2 separate regions of the Sus scrofa genome follow, and region 2 is linked to region 1. A link is a contact called in public Hi-C data. All regions are on one chromosome and are shown on one strand. Each heading gives the region's core, a stretch centred on a gene start, on an enhancer-like site or on the middle of the called end of the contact. The rest is flanking DNA. Distances are from core to core; before and after follow the strand shown.

Region 1 (2,592 bases), core at 43-2,542:
AAAATGACACGGACTGGTTTGTGCTTTAGAAAAGACCAGACGAAAGGATGCCTAGAAAGGGAGAGACAGGAGGAAATGCGAAAGTTGGACACTGCTGCAATAGTCCATGGGGCATGAACAGCTAGCTCTGAGAGACATCAAAAAGATAAAGTCAGCACAACTTGGAGACCAGGGTGGAGGTGAGGGAGGGAGGTGAGAGGGATGACTCCCAGGTTCTGGGCTTGAGCAACTGGGTGGATGACTATGCCATTCACTGACATGGGGATACAGGAGGAGGAACAGGTTTGGATGTGAAGTCTAAGATGTGCAGTCTAATTTGGGGCTTGCCAAGTGCGATGTGCTCATAGGACAGTCAGATGGGGGCATTGGGAGGGCAGTCAGATTGCTCTTCTCCAGGGAGAAGCAGGATGACCTTTAAATATATAAAGGAAAGGAACTGGGGGGGGGGGGTGTCAAAGCTACAAGGAGAGATTAGGGCTGTCCCCTTTTCCTTTTTTCATGGGAACTCATCTGGAGACACCAACTCACTCGGGAGCTGGGGACAGGCGGGGAATTGGAGTTGACACACAGGAAGCAATGACACATCCCTGAAAGGTTGACCTTGGAGGAGCTGTCACACATTTTCACCATGGACGGGCACTGGGACCCAGGATTTCCCTCCGCACTGTTGCCCCAGATGTGGACAATCCCTAGGGCGGAGTGGGGGTTGTTAGCGTGTCTGCCTTCACCTGTCCAGGCACAGGGAGTGCCCATATCTCTGCTCAGGCTGCGCTGGGGAGGACCAGGTGCGTGAGCGGCACTGCTGCGGGGAGATGCAGCTGCCCAAACCTGACTCCCAGCTCGCCCGAGATCCAGCTCACCTGAGCTGCCCTCGCAGGTGGCCCACAAGTTGCGGAAGCGGGTCTCGGAGGGGGCTGGGGTGGGGCCCTACTTCGTCACCCCCACCCCCCGGCCCATAACGCGCGAGCAGGGGACACGTGGCGGGTGAGAGGAGCCGGGCTGCCTCACCCCGGACGCTCCGGCCGTTACCCCGCGCCCAGCAGCGCGCACGCTGCTCTCTCCAGCTGTGTCCCCTCAGCTGCCCCTCGCGTCGGCTGTTCCCCAGCAGCCCTTGTCCCATCCGCGCCTCCCGCCGAGTCCCCGCCCCCGCCTGGTACCTGCGGTCGCTTTTCCCGGAGGCTGCCCTCTTCCAAGCGGTCAGAAAAGCCATGGACGCGGGCCGGACTCGGAGAGGGGCGCGGGCGGCCCCTCGTGGCAGCAGCGGCGGCAGCGGCCGCTTGGGCGGCAGCACCTGGACGGGGTGGGAGGGGCGGGACCTTTGGCTCCGCCCCGCCGCGGTCGAGCACCTCCCTGCCTGGCAAGGGCGTCTGTCCCGGGAGCGGACCTGGGATCCCAAGACAGTCCGCCTTCCGTCCAGAGCCCTTGGGGCTCACTTTAGACACAAGGAGAGACTGAGGCCCACCATGGACCGCCAGGGATCTGTCCCAGGTCACATAAAGGGCCAGTGGCAGCACCAGGACCTGTCCTTCCCCACCCGCCCCCGACTCCCAGTGTAGAGCCCGGCCTCAGTATCTATGGATGGTGGCGTCATCAACGCCCTTCCCTCCTGCCTTGCCAGGGTTGTACCTGATTGGAATCAGGGGCTTGGGACTGGCCTCAAGCGTAGAGCACAGAGGAGGAGGGACAGGCGAGGGGTCAGAAAGATAGAAAAGAGCTGCCTGGGCCTGGGAGTGGAGGCTGCTGGCCAGGCAAGGTACTGGGACATAGCCCTCTTCACAGGCTTCTGGATCCCAGCACCCCTGTGGGAGGAGCATGAGCTCCTCATCTTACCTAGGGTTATGGGCAGTTTTTTTTTGGGGGGGGTCTTTTTAGGGCCTCTCTGGAGGTATATGGAGGTTCCCAGGCTAGGGGTGGAATTGCAGCTGAAGCCGCTGGTCTGCGCCACAGCCCAGCAACGCTGGAGCCAAGCTGCGTCTGCGACTTACACCACAGGTGAAGGCCATGCCTAATACTTAACCCATTGAGCAAGGCCAGGGATCAAAACTGCGTCCCCATGGATGCTAGTCAGACTGGTTTCCACTGAGCTACCATGGGAGCTCCCATTTTAACTTTTTATTTTAAACAACCAGCAAGTAGAAGAATCAGCTGGAGTAAGGTGAGCCCCTAGCTGTGCAGTCCAGCAGGCTCTCCTAGGAGACTCACAAGGAGCAAGAGAACCCCTTGAGTAGGTGTTTGAGAAGGATCACTCCCAGGTCCAGCGTGAAGGATGGATCCAGGGGTCTCTGGAAGCATCTGTGAGGGAGGATGGAGGCTGAATTCAGGGCGGGGCAAGGTGACCAAGGACGATGTCTGTCTCCTTTTGGGCTGGGTCTGTACCCTAGGCTTTGCGAAACACAAATTGTGTGTCTAATAAGTGGTGACTAATTCTAGTGTGACAAGCCCTAAACCAGGTGTTTTACGCACATTCTCATTTAATTTCATCTTACTAAAATACTCCCATTTTACAGTTGATGAAACAGGTTCAGAGGGGTTAACTGACTTCCCTGAGACCAAGCCTAACACCAGATCTGTTAGCCCCATCTGGTGGTTCCT
Region 2 (2,592 bases), core at 46-2,545, 370 kb before region 1:
AAGTTAATGCCAAAACAAATGGTTAAAAATATCTCATTACAATGTTTTCTTCACCCAAAGGAAAAGGTAGTGTTTACAGGATATTAGTTCTAAATCCAAGTCTTTCATGAAGCACATAGCTCTACTTCCAAAGGGCCTCCCTAAAATACTTATATACCAGTGTCACTAGAGTTGGGTTCGGTAAGGAATTATCTTTGCTTATCATCTATATTCTTAGAGAAAGGACACCAACCAAGTAATTCAAATCTGTAGAGGAAAGGAATCCACACATACAAACTGGTAATTTATTGGACTTGTAAATTCACTGCAAAGATAGTTTGATATACAGTCTATTTGTCTCCTCCTCATCCTCCTACCCCCCAAAAGATTCCAATGTTTATTCCAAAGTTTCAAATGTTTACTTCTCCCTAAAACCACCACAATGCCCCATACCCTCACCATCTCATCATCTTTTACTTTCCCCTTAATACACCACACCCACAACACCACACCCACACTCCATACTGCACACTCTCATAAACAACCTAAAACTCCTCACCCAAAGCACCTCATAATAAGCCCCACAGTTAATACCCTCAAATTCTACACATTCCTCATATAATACAGGAAAAACCACACAATCTACACACAAAATAAGCCAACGTAACACCCCCTCACCCCACAAATCTCATTCATGTCATGTATAACACATCTTACACGCCCCCAATATAACATGAATTACACGTTCCCCAATAGTTCACACCAGACACACACACAGACACACAAACACAGACCTCAAGCCACGCACCGTATAAAAACCCACAACACACACCACTGCAGTGCTCAAACAAATGCTGGGAAGAGACCACCCTTTGGGCACTGGGAACCCACGAGGTTGAAGGTGGGACGGTAACTGGGCCTGATATTTCACCTGAAAATCCGCTAGGATCATCTCCCGGTCCATGTTGGACGCCATGGCGGCCGCCGAGTTCCGCGGCTCCGGGAACGAAGCGCGCACCTGGGAGGGAGACGGCGCCTCCTGCGGCCGTCGCCGCCGCCGCCGCCGCCGCCGGGCTCCGAGGGGCTGGCGGGCTAGCGGACGGACGAGCGGGCGGGCTGGCCGGCGGGCCGGCGGGCGGGGCAGCGCGGGAGGCTAGGCGTTCATGCACTCGGTAACCTTCAGGCGCCTGGGCCGCCCGCCTGCGGCCCGCGGAGCCCGTGCAGCAGCCGCCGGGACGGGGAGGTTGGGAGGGATGTGGGTCCAGGCTTACTGTCGCCGGCCAGGATGAGGGCTGCGACAGCGCGCACCCGGCTCCCTTGAGCGGCGGCAAGAACGGCGGGGGCGGGGAAAGCGAGCGAACCAGCAGGCGGGCGAACGCCACGGCCGCCTCCGCCTCCTCCGCTTCCTCCCTGGCCCACGCCTCCGCCCCTGGTTGGCCAGCGCCAAGGCTGTCGCACATTTTGCCTGTCATCGAGGTCGCAAAGCGCCGCTTTGCGGCTGCCACGTGACTGCCCTCCTGTCAAGCGCTGGGCGCACGACTACCGGGCGGGGATCCGCGCGCTGCGGGCTGGGACGCTGACCTGCAACTGCGGGAGCTCGGAGTCCCGCAACAGGTTATTCCGGTTTGAATTAAGTAAAGGCCTCGGTACCTCCTCCCACTGGCTGGAGCGGGAATCAGATTCTGCGCCTTTACGTGGTTATATAGTCACACAAACATCAAGCCTCTCTCACATACAAATCAACTCTGCACACTGTCACAACTCGTCTAAAAACAGCATTTCATAAATGTACATTTTCTCTAACAAAGTTTCACCTAAATACAACTTCTTGTACAGTCTTTTACGCTCAACCTATCAAAACCCACTTAACACACTGGCGCATTCGACCCAAGTCCCCTGATGATTTGCATCCTCAGACATTCAGTAACAAGGAGTAACAAGTAACCAGACTCCCACGGTGGTCACGGGGCAGATAGGGAAGCCGAGAAAGGTGAGAACATGGACCCCGAGAAAAATATAATCAGGCTTTGAGTCAAGAATAGAACAGATACTGACTCAAAGACTTTGAAAAACTTATGGTTTCCAGATGAGACAGGTTGGAGGGTGGGAGGATGCACTGAGGGTTTGGGATGGAAATGCTATAAAATTTGGTTGTGATGATCGTTGTACAACTATAAATGTAATAAAATCCACTGAGTAATAATAAAAAAAAAAGAATAGCCAGACTATGTACAAGTAAGTGTGATGGTTTGTAATTATCCCGCCTGGAGGAAGAGTGACAATGGAATATGTCCACTTTGACTTGAGAAAATATCATCTTCTGGACTGTAATAGAGCATGTATTTGTCTTGGAAAGTTCGTAAAATCCTCAGAGTGTGAAGAAGATTGCAGATGTTGTGCTGTAGAGATAAAATAGATACAAATGAAATCACCATAGAGAATCAAGGCCTAGGTCTTTGTATTTCCTGAACACAAAAGCACTATGATGTTTAAAGACATAGGTTTATGCGGGTTTTTTTCTTTATATGAAAATACACTCTCATGTGATAATCTGTATTTAGACCAGAATTAGGTAGATAAGGAATAGAACCCTCTATAATCACATGAATTTAA

The links. A called contact is a pair of places that touch in the nucleus more often than the background predicts.
Region 2: a Hi-C map of epiblast stem cells shows a contact between it and region 1, with 2.2 times the contacts expected there. The contact joins the promoter of FAF1 here to the promoter of TTC39A in region 1. A contact is called at or near these places in 1 of 5 promoter capture datasets (fetal liver) and 1 of 47 Hi-C or Micro-C datasets (epiblast stem cells).

The regions. Positions count from the first base shown.
Region 1 is chr6:160,805,334-160,807,925 of Sscrofa11.1, reverse strand. TTC39A (tetratricopeptide repeat protein 39A) reads right to left here and starts at 1,292. Exons shown (of 18, transcript XM_021096670.1): 1 at 1,158-1,292. The coding sequence starts at 1,210.
Region 2 is chr6:161,172,618-161,175,209 of Sscrofa11.1, reverse strand. It overlaps FAF1 (FAS-associated factor 1), which reads right to left and starts at 1,295. Exons shown (of 19, transcript XM_021097816.1): 1 at 911-1,295. The coding sequence starts at 955.